Regions from separate parts of the Ovis aries genome. Here region 1 is linked to region 2. A link is a contact called in public Hi-C data. All regions are on one chromosome and are shown on one strand. Each heading gives the region's core, a stretch centred on a gene start, on an enhancer-like site or on the middle of the called end of the contact. The rest is flanking DNA. Distances are from core to core; before and after follow the strand shown.

What was found. Hi-C and Micro-C count contacts between places; a contact is called where the count stands out from the background.
Region 1: a contact with region 2 is called in a Hi-C map of skin fibroblasts, with 3 times the contacts expected there. The contact joins the promoter of USP4 here to the promoter of RNF123 in region 2. A contact is called at or near these places in 2 of 16 Hi-C or Micro-C datasets (hypothalamus and skin fibroblasts).

Annotation. Positions count from the first base shown.
Region 1 is chr19:50,808,783-50,813,998 of ARS-UI_Ramb_v3.0, forward strand. It overlaps USP4 (ubiquitin specific peptidase 4), which reads left to right and starts at 1,854. Exons shown (of 21, transcript XM_004018464.6): 1 at 1,854-1,983; 2 at 3,881-4,008. The coding sequence starts at 1,883. LOC121817253 (a long non-coding RNA gene) reads right to left here and starts at 1,680. Exons shown (of 2, transcript XR_006057080.2): 1 at 143-1,680.
Region 2 is chr19:50,556,850-50,562,742 of ARS-UI_Ramb_v3.0, forward strand. It overlaps RNF123 (ring finger protein 123), which reads right to left and starts at 3,826. Exons shown (of 40, transcript XM_042236205.1): 1 at 3,344-3,826; 2 at 1,922-2,374. It overlaps MST1 (macrophage stimulating 1), which reads left to right and starts at 651. Exons shown (of 18, transcript XM_042236213.1): 1 at 651-756; 2 at 1,634-1,781; 3 at 1,860-1,972; 4 at 2,053-2,167; 5 at 2,249-2,385; 6 at 2,468-2,584; 7 at 2,734-2,859; 8 at 3,030-3,198; 9 at 3,370-3,500; 10 at 3,587-3,689; 11 at 3,830-3,966; 12 at 4,065-4,100; 13 at 4,192-4,312; 14 at 4,460-4,537; 4 more. The coding sequence starts at 663. The coding sequence ends at 5,519.

The sequences.
Region 1 (5,216 bases), core at 604-3,103, 250 kb after region 2:
TTTTAATTCCAAATTACCTTGCCCCACTATCTATCTACCCAGCTGCCAAGAGGCCTCTGTTAGCAGATAGTGCTTAATATATTAATTTCAATTAGCCAAAACTCAACCTAAAAAAAGTGGTAAATCTGTTCAAATGACCTACCTCAACTTCACCAGGACAGTTCTCTTTTGCACCTGTTTTTTTCTCTCTTTCTTCGGACATCTTTCCAAAGGGTTCTTAGTAGGTCTGTGGGCTGTACCTCTGTGTAAAGTACCCTCAGCTATTTCTCTCTGCTCTCAAACCTCCTACAATATGTGTATGCAGGATATATGGGACCAGCCTCCCTTCTAGCCATAGATCTCAGGCCCTTTCAGTAGTCTGTGTCCAGCTCAACTGGCCTAATCTTCACTCTATGATTTTCCCTGCTTGTTCCAGAAATTTCCTTTAACCCCTTTAGTCTACTCTCCTTTAACATGCACCATCATTTCTATGCTTTCAAGATCACACTCAAAAGGTTCTCAAGTGAAACGCTCTGTTTCACAGCTTGGGGTCTACAGTCTTTGATTTATACCCTTTAACGGTGCTTATCACACACTGCTTGACTTGGTGCTGGGCTTATTTATGGAATAGCTCCTCTCCTCTATTAGATTGGGTAAAGCAGGGGTCTTCATCCTCTGCGATCTAATGTCTGACCATCTGAGGTGGAGTTGGTGTAAAAATAATAAAGGGCACAAGAAATGTAATGCGCTTGAATCCTCCCCAAAACCACCCAACCCCCCCCCCACCTCAAGAAAAAAGTTCTTTCACGAAATAAGTCCCTGGTGCATTAAAAAATGGGGATCTGGAGAAGGAAGTGGCAACCCACTCCAGTATTCTTGCCTGGAAAAGTCCATGGACAGAGGAGGCTGGCGGGCTGCAGTCCATGGGGTTACATGACTGAGCATGTGTGTATGAGGGTGGAGGGTGATGGGTTAGTAGCAATAAACTGGTAGAACTAAAAAAAAAAAAATGGGGATCACTGGATAAGGGCAGGTACTGAGTCATATTTGTCTAATTTTTCTGAGGGCAGGAGCTGCTAGACACATACAGTCTAGCCCTCCAGAAGGAGGGCTGTGTTTCTTGTACGCACGGTCAAGTGAGGGCCATAAGGTGTTCAGGCTATTGTACTTTGTTGCAACAACAAAGCAGCAGCCTGGGTACCTGATGTGGAGAATATACTTTAACCGCTCCTTCCACCCCCATTGCTATCGCCCCCCTGTGGCTGCTTGCCTGCCCGATAAAGTAATTAGCTCACTGGAGGGCTTGTGGAATTCGGCCTGGGCCAGGTGATTCTGGGATTCAGAAAGAGATGATTGCGAATATTCCCGCAGAGCCTGCCGGACAGGGATCAGGAGCTCACGTCTGGGCAGCTAAACGCTCGCCTGAGGTCTCCGCTGAAAGCGGAATGGCTGGAGTAGAAAACAAGAAAATCTAGTTTCAGGACTTATCGCATCTGGCGCTGCGTCGATTTAAGACCAGGATGACCCCTCAGGCCAGAAGAGGTACCAGAGGGGTCGTGGGGCCTGTGGTCTGACTCCTCGAGATCGCCGGGCTGGACTCAGAAAGGTGTGCCGGACGGCGCCGGCTCCGAGACGCCTGCCTGGCTAAGAACACTGCCTCTCCCGACGCCCGCCTCCTCTTCCGGCCCCGCTCCCGGCTCCACCGCGCATGCGCGGGAGGAGGCGGGGTGGTGCTCCGTTGGGGGTGGGGGAAAGCAAGGGGCGGGACAGCGCCCCCGGCCGCCGCACGAGGAGGGGCTTGCGTGCGCGCACGTGCGTGCGTGCGTGCGCGCGTGGGCGCGGTCCACAGCACGCTGTGCGCGAAGCGGATGTCCGGGCCGGCTGGGCTGGGGCGGCGGACGAGATGGCGGAAGGTGGAGAGTACCGTGAGCGACCGGATGCGGAGACCCAGAAATCCGAGCTCGGGGCCTTGATGAGGACCACGCTCCAGCGAGGGGCGCAGTGGTGAGCGCCGGGCCCGCCTTTCTGCCCCACTGGGCCAGAGGCCGGCGCTCGGGTGCTCAGGCCCGGCCCCTCTTTCCCGGCTTGGCCAGAGGCTGGCCAGGGGAGATGTTGGTGACTCTCAGAGAGTGGCTGGACTCCCGCCCCTTAGGGAAGGGAGCGCTGGATGAAAGCGTGGGTGGAGCTGAGGGTCGTCCGGCCTTCTTGAAGCCTGAGGGGGCGTATCCGGCGGAGGCTGGGGCTACGAGATGGAAAGAAGGGGAGTACTCCCAGGGACCTTGCGGTTGAGGAGAGTCCTTTACCTTTGAGGATTCACTTTGTGATTTTGGGCGAAGACGTCCACACCTCACAGACCCTGGCTTCTTATTTTTAAGAACAAGTTAGCGATATTTGGTGCCCTCGCCTTCAGTTGCTTGAGATGTAGATAAGAAGTAGATACTCTGTAACTTGTAAGCTGTTCGACAGACGTCAAGGTCAGTAGCTGAACAATTGTCTGAGAGTCCCAGGTTATTTTGGTAGCAAATGTTAAAAATAATTGGTGGCAGCAGCGTTTCGAAGTGAAAGAGGCGGATTAGCCTAGAGCCTAACTGAAAAGATTTACTCTAGCAAGTCTGAGTTAGTTTTTCTTAATAAATTATCTAGTAACAGGGACAGTACTTCCATTAGTGAAGAGATTCCTGGGTGGTATTATTGTGTGGAAACAGAAACTGGGGCTTGGCGTTGCACTGAATGTGGTTGAGCAACCCTCTTTTAAGAAACGATGGTGGTGGTGATAATGGCTGTATTACAGTGACAGAGAAATTGAGCAGGGAAGAGAAACTAGGAATTCAGTCGTTACAGTGTCCTTGAGCTGGCCAGCTGTGATAGGCAGAGCAGGCAGAACTTGATATCCGGAATCATGGTGACACATGAAGAATAGTCAGCAGAAACAGAGGAGGTTTCAGATAGACTAAAATCACACAGTGAAAGTGTTCGGAGAGAAAAGAGCATTTTAGAGATGTGGATATATTTATGGATCCTTGTGGCCTCTGGGAAGCTGGCTGGTCTCCTCTGAAGTTTGTTGGTTATAAAATTTGAAGGACTCACCAATGTAATTGTTATGCTTTGTTCCCCTACGGAGGTTTCGCCCTCCTTTTTTTTTTTTTTTTTAATTTTTAATTTGTATTCAGTTATTTTGGCTGCTCTGGGTCTTGGTTGCTGCATGTGGGATCTAGTTCCCTGATTAGGGATTGAACCCAGGCCCCCTTGCATTGGGAGCTCAGAGTCTTAGCCGCTGGACCAGTGGCGATGTCCCCCACCCCCTCCTTCTGTCTTAATTGTATTAATAAAACAGCATGATGATACTTTTAAAATATAACCAGGTCAACATAATGCTTTTTGATAAGATAAACACACCATGACATTGTATGTATATATGTACACATGTGTGTCTATAAACATATATATACACACACACGTTTGGTCCTCAAAGGAAAACTGAAGTGTGTTGTGTTGTTATCGTATTTTTAGAAAGAAAATTGGTTTAATGCTCTTCACATGAAGCAAACCAGTGTATCCAAACTGTCTGCCTGGACAAAGACCTCTGTAAAGATCATTATGAAATTAATGACATGGTCATTAGCAAATAAGGTTTTCCCCATAGAAAGAATTTCTTTAAACAGACATTTTTGAAGCTAGCCATTTCGTTCCTTTTACTTATTCTTTTAACAGCCATTTCACTTAGTCAGTGCATCCCCTGGGCTAGGCTTTCTGTTCCAGGCCCAGGAGGGCCTGGCCCTGCTCCTACTCTTGAGAGTCTGTTTTTTTAGCAGGGATTGCTTGTTCCCCAAGTGAAAGGACCCAACTGCAGTAATGTACAACCTCAGGTTTTCGGGTACAGTCCATTTTTGTGTGTCTCTAGGTATCTTATTGACAGCCGGTGGTTCAAGCAGTGGAAGAAGTATGTGGGCTTCGACAGCTGGGATATGTACAATGTGGGTGAACATAATCTGTATCCTGGCCCGATAGATAACTCCGGACTCTTTTCAGGTACAGTATCCTGTTGCTTTTCTAACTGAAATGTCCGCTTGGGTAAACTGAGGTCATGGTGGCCTGAGGTTGTGTTTGTCTTTGCCATGGGTATCATGAACCTGACTTTCCTACTGTGAGAGGATAGAAACAAGGGGCCTTGACTTGGATCTGTAGCAGAAGTGTTTGCAGGCCCTTACAGAGAAGTGAAGCTGCTTTTTTCCTGAATTAACTCCTTTTAGTAAAAGCAGAAATATCTTAGGAATGTCTGAAGAAATGTCTGCCTGTCCCTCTTTATCGTTTCCTTTTTTCAAGTTCTGCTAGAGATTTGAGATTACTATATTTAATGGAAAGAAATAGGATATTATTTTGAAACTGCATCTGGAATCTGAAATTTAGGAACCAGAATTTTCTGTGTTACCTTTGCAGCGGGACAAATTGTAGAGCTGACAACATTCATCAGGCATTGCTGTGGTGGCCATGTTTGTCACAGTAGTGTGAGGGGAGGTGGAAGGTTGGTAGAGGTGCGAACACAGACCAGCTCCTCATGGAAGAAGTGACTGACAAAGTGAAGTATGACATGGCTGAGCTTGGCTTGCGCCTTTGGATGCATAGAAACGGCAGTTGGCCTTTCCTGGGCCTTTTTTCTGCCTTGCTTTTAGACTCCTGTGCAAGCATGACAGAGGTGATCTGTTGCCTGGGCCCACAGTCAAGGCAGCAGGAAGGCAGACAGTTCATGAGGCTTGATTCAGATACCTAACACTGTCCTGGGTGTTTTAAAAAAACGAATGGCCCTTCAGTGTATACCTTGTTTTCTGGGAGATATGAATTACATAATAATGTTACAGGGTTTTCTTCCTGCCCCAAAGGATCATTATACTGTATTTGCACTTTGTTCATTTCCATCTTTATTTGAGAAAGAAAATTCTTAAAGGCTTAAAAATTTTTTTTTAATTGAAAGATACTGCTTTATAATATTGTATCGGTTTCTGCCATACATCAGCATGAATCAGCCACAAGTATACATATGTCCCCTCCCCTTTGAACCTCCCTCCCACCTCCCACCCCACTTAAGGCTCTTAATAGTGTTGATGTCGAGAATCCTAGAGCTGGAGGGCCCCTCAAGTCATTTGGTATGACCTTCAGCTGAGGGCAAGCATTTCTTCTGTTGTCTTTCAATTCAATGTCACTGGATTAGGTTGGAAACATTTGTTGTGTGCTTGGGAGGT
Region 2 (5,893 bases), core at 2,576-5,075:
CTGTGTCCTGAGAGACCTTGGCCGCCTATCTCTCTACTCCTGCCCGTATTTGGAGATCCAGCCCAAAGGTCCGCTAGGGCGTCCGAAAGGCTGCTCCTCCCAAGGGTCTCTGCCACCTGTCACCCTCACTTCCATTCAGGCTAGACGCGTGGCCTTGCTCACCTTTCCCAGGGATGGCACCTCTGGCCGGGCGAGGAGAGCTTCCCTGGGCTCTGCTGACAGGGGCGTGGGCAGACCTGCCCCCGTGGGAGCCCATCAGTCATCAAAGCAACAGGGAATTTTCTCCACTTTACAGGGAAAGCTGAAACTCAGGAAAATTTAATATCACCACTTTAAGGCTGGAACTCTGGCCTCTGGCAGCAAGCATATCCACACAGCCCTTCCCTTCAGAGGGGCCTAGACTGTGGGGGCCGCACACCCCCACCCCACGGCACCTCAAGTGTCCCCAGTGAACCCTTCCAACACCGCCCACTATATTGGGAGGACTTCTTGGGGGTAACTATGCCAGAGTGAGGACCCCTGTACCTCACCTAGGGGGCTTGAGGCCTGGCACCACCTCCATTACTGCCACTGGGTCTCAGGTCAGATCCCAGCGAGCCTAGAGTGGGGGTGTGGAGACAGAGCCACCCAATCCCGTAGGGACAGGTTTCACAACTTCCCGGATGGGGCTGTGGTGGGTCACAGTGCAGCCTCCAGCCAGGAGGATGGGGTGGCTGCCACTCCTGCTGCTTCTGATACGGTTCTCAGGGGCCCCTGGTAAGTGCCCTTCCCCTCAGCCCTGATCCCCATCTGCCTTCAGAAAGGGGTCGGCCCAGGCCCATCCTGCTATCTGAGCCGGGAACTTACTTTCCTACTGAGCCTGTAGCAGTGAGTGACCTTGGCTTCTTTCACAGAGCTGGGCAGCCAAAGGAACACAAACACATTGCCTGATATTCAGGCCTGCGGTGAAATGTCTGCTGTAGCTTTGAGGCAGTGTTAGGACCACACAGACACATACACACATGCAGGCATTTATCCCTTATGAGCCAGACCTAATCCTTCTACCTAGCATATACCCTTATGCTGGTTAGGTGGCTCAGACAGTAAAGAATCTGTCTGCAATGCAGGAGACCCAGGTTGGGAAGATCCCCTGGAGAAGAAAATGGCAACCCACTCCAGTATTCTTGCTGGGAGAATCCCATGGACAAAGGAGCCTGGCAGGCTACAGTCCATGGGGTCGCAAAGAGTTGGACAGGACTGAGCGACCAACACTTTCAGCATTTACCCTTATGCTGGTTAGAACTTACACTTGGAGTCAGAATGCTTAGGTTGGGCCTTTGCCTTGTTAATAAGATAGCTCTGAGCCTTCACATCCTCACGTGAGAAATGAGATGGCATAAGCTCCATAGGGCCAGCACCAGCATGCACTGAGCTCAGAGTATATGTTTTACAGCTGAGCCCAGTGCCTTGCCCACTAAACAGGTGCGCTAGTGATTACAGTCATGTCTGAGCCTGCTCCTCCCATCCAGTACAGGGGTCTGACCCTTGAAGGGATCACAGGGTCCACTCCAGAGGCCTTTTATTTTGATCTCCTGAATGAATAAAGTATGCACATGCTGATATACACGTGCTGATTCGCATGCCCACCCTGCAGGGCAGCGCTCGCCCTTGAATGACTTCCAGGTGCTTCGAGGTACGGAGCTGCAACACCTGCTACATTCAGGGGGGCCCAGGCCTTGGCAAGAAGATGTGGCAAATGCTGAGGAGTGTGCAGGCCGCTGTGGGCCCCTCCTGGACTGCAGGTGAGTGCCCACTGGGCCTCGATAAGACTGGAGGGAGAGGAACCTGGGCACTGGTGACCCTGTGCCCCTTCTTCCCAGGGCCTTCCACTACAACTTGAGCAGCCATGGTTGCCAGTTGCTGCCATGGACCCAGCACTCACCTCATACACGACTGCAGCGTTCCGGGCGCTGTGACCTCTTCCAAAAGAAAAGTGAGTGGCTGCGAAGGGTGCGCTGGGGAGAGGGCTGCTGAGGTCTCCCGCCTTGTTGATTCTGGGTCTTTTGCTCCCAGACTATGTTCGCACCTGCATCGTGGACACCGGGGTCGAGTACCGGGGCACTGTGGCCATCACCGTGGGTGGCCTACCCTGCCAGCACTGGAGCCAGAGGTTTCCCAATGACCACAAGTGAGACAGGCAGCAGCTTCCCTCTGCCTCTGCCCGCCTGGCGCCTGCCCCTCAGCACTCACTGTATTGCTGCTCTCGCAGGTTCACACCCACACTCCGGAACGGCTTGGAGGAAAACTTCTGCCGCAACCCGGACAGGGACCCGGGAGGTCCCTGGTGCTATACAACCGACCCTGCCGTGCGCTTCCAGAGCTGCGGCATAAAGTCCTGCCAGGAGGGTAAGCGGCTCCGGGTCAAGCCTGGGACGGGAGGCGCGTGCCCACGCCCGTCCACGAACCCATCGGCCCCGTGTGTCTCCAGCCGCTTGCCTTTGGTGCAATGGTGAGGATTACCGCGGCTCAGTGGACAGCACCGAGTCAGGACGCGAATGTCAACGCTGGGACCTGCAGCACCCGCACCCACACCCCTTCGAGCCGAGCAAGTACGCGGGGGCGGGCTCGGCGCGAGAGGAGGGCGGGCAAGGGGCGGGCCGAGGCCTCCAGGGGCGGGGCGATAGAAGGCCCAGTGGATGGGGTCAGACGGGAGTACCAACCAGGCTCTTGTTTACGCCCGGCCACCGCCCCCAGGTTTCTGGACAAAAATCTGGACGACAACTATTGCCGGAATCCGGACGGCTCGGAGCGGCCCTGGTGCTACACCACAGACCCGCAGATGGAGAGAGAGTTCTGCGACCTCCCCCGCTGCGGTACAGCGTGAGGGCGGGGCCTGGGAGGGCACCTGGGATACGTGGGGGCGTGGCCTGGGGGCGAGAGGCAGGGCTAGGCGTGACCCCGCGGGGGTTCAGAGACCCTGGGGCTCCGCACCAGCCCGCGACCGGGTCTCAGCTCCGGCTCCGGCCCCGACCGGCCACGGTCCATCCAAGGGTTCGAGGCACAGCCGAACCAGGAAGCCACGACGCTCAACTGCTTCCGCGGGAAAGGCGAAGGCTACCGGGGCACAGCCAACACCACCGCCGCGGGCGTGCCCTGCCAGCGTTGGGATGCACAGCTCCCACATCAGCATCGCTTTGCGCCGGAAAAGTATGCGTGCAAGTGAGTTGGCTGGCAGCCGGTGGCAGCTGGGTACTCCTGGGGATGGGACCTGAGGGGGGTGTCCCGGGCGGGGCTTGAAGGAAGGCGAGACCTGGGGAGAAGCTGAAGGCTGGATTGAGGCTCCTGCTGGCGGGCTGGGACCCACCTGGGCTGAGCAGCGTGCCTGCTCAGGGACCTTCGGGAGAACTTCTGTCGAAACCCCGACGGATCGGAGGCGCCCTGGTGCTTCACATCGCGGCCTGGCATGCGCATGGCCTTCTGTTACCAGATCCGGCGCTGCACCGACGACGTGCGGCCCGAGGGTAAGGCCGAAGCTGGGGCTGGAGGCACGGAGCCAGAGGGCTGGGGCGAGAACCCGCTGACGGTCGCCCTTGTCCGCCCACCGCAGACTGCTACCATGGCGCGGGGGAACTGTACCGCGGCTCTGTTAGCAAGACCCGAAAGGGCATCCGGTGTCAGAACTGGTCGGCTGAGACGCCACACAAGCCGCAGTAAGCTTGTCCGCGCACCTGGCACCTCCCAGACCCAGGCCACAGGCCCCGCCCAGGCCAACGCCTCGGGTGACAAACCTAGGCATCTCACTGCGAGTGCTTGGGGTTACCCTTTGATCTTGCTCCCCTCTTCCGCCTAGGTTCAAGCACACTTCTGCCCCACACGCGCCCCTGGAGGAAAACTTCTGCCGGAACCCAGATGGGGATAGTCACGGGCCCTGGTGCTACACCACGGACCCGGGTACTCCATTCGACTACTGTGCCCTGCGGCGCTGTGGTGAGCACCATGTCGCGGGGGAACTGTACCGCGCGGCCCCGCCCTCAGCCTCCACTGCCAAAGGCTGGCTCCCTTAATGCTGAATTTGGATCTTTCAGATGATGACCAACAGCCGTCCATCCTGGAGACTGCACGTATGGACTTGGGTCAGGCGTTCCTTGTGGCCCCTTTACACCCCCAGGTCCATCCAGTAGGGGGTCTCATCCAGCACACTCTGTCCCCCAGACCAGGTGCTGTTTGATAAATGTGGCAAAAGAGTGACGCGAGTGGACCCATTGCGCTCCAAGCTGCGTGTGGTCGGGGGCCAGCCTGGGAACTCACCCTGGACAGTCAGCTTGCGCAACCGGTGAGGCATGACTGCCTGACTCCCCAAGATGGGCTGAAGCTATATCCGCTCTGCCTGTGCCAGTAGCAGGGTGGGAAACTGCCCCCACCTGGAGATGGTAGGTCCAGCCTAGGTCTCAGGACCATTTCCTAACCCGCATTCCTGCAGGCAGGGCCAGCACTTCTGCGGAGGCTCCCTAGTGAAGGAGCAGTGGGTTCTGACTGCCCGGCAGTGTTTCTCCTCCTGGTGAGCCTCCCTTAGGTTTGGGGACCCAGTCCCAACCCCCCGCCTTCATCTCCCCCTCAGCCACCTTCCCTGGCAAGTCACCAGGTGAGCGCTGGGCAGCAGACCCTGAGTCTCAACTCATCTAGCAGAGCTTCTCTCTCAGCCATACATCTCTCGTGGGCTATGAGGTGTGGCTGGGCACCCTGTTCCAGGACCCACAGCCCGGGGAGCCAGACCTGCAGCGCATCCCAATGGCCAAGATGGTCTGCGGGCCCTCTGGTTCCCAGCTTGTTCTGCTCAAGTTGGAGAGGTGTGTGAGAAGTCAAGAGGTTGTGAGGTGGGGTTGGGCCTCGCAGCCTCAGACCCTGAAAGCCCTCATTCTCGCTCAAGACCCGTGATCCTGAACCAGCGTGTGGCCCTGATCTGCCTGCCCCCTGAGCGGTATGTGGTGCCTCCAGGCACCAGGTGTGAGATTGCAGGCTGGGGTGAGACCAAAGGTAAGAGAACAGCACAGAGGCATGGACTTCTCCAGACCAACAGGCCCCAACTTGGTTCCTGCCTGCAGACCCTCTCCTTCTCATTCCCTTCGCTGTAGGTACAGGGGACGACACAGTCCTGAACATAGCCCTCCTGAATGTCATCTCCAACCAGGAATGTAATGTCAAGCATCGAGGACGCGTACGGGAGAGTGAGATGTGCACTGCAGGACTGCTGGCCCCTGTGGGAGCCTGTGAGGTCAGTGGCAGGGTCCCTGGCCAGCTGAAAATGTACTGCTTCACCCCTGAGGGCGCTAGTCTCTGCCACGGCCCAGGCCCCCCTCACCAGTTCTTGCACCTACCAGGGTGACTACGGGGGCCCACTTGCCTGCTTTACTCATGACTGCTGGGTCCTGCAGGGAATTATAATCCCCAACCGAGTGTGTGCACGGCCCCGCTGGCCAGCCATCTTCATGCGTGTCTCTGTGTTTGTGGACTGGATTCACAAGGTCATGAGGCTGGGCTAGTCCCAGCCTCAATCCTGTGTGCCTTGGCAAGGCTGAAGCTTTCTGTCCGACATAAAGCCACCTTTCCTCTTGACATCTGTGCAGGGTGCTTCTTAGCCTCTGCTTCTGGGGAATGAATTGGCAACTCCATATCAGGGCCTGCATGACTCAAGGCCAGTGCATCTTAGGCGGGGTGATCTGCCCTAGGACTGCTTTAGCAACCTGTGGGTGCTATGGAAGGGCAGGGCCTCACTAGTCCCCTTAATCAATGGCAAGGAGGAGAAAGTGGTATAGAGCAGTTTCTAACACAAGGGGCTGCAGCTGAGGGAGCTCACCTGGTGGCGTACTCAGCCAGGACAGGTGACAACTGAGCCTCTCACTGTCCCCCTCACACT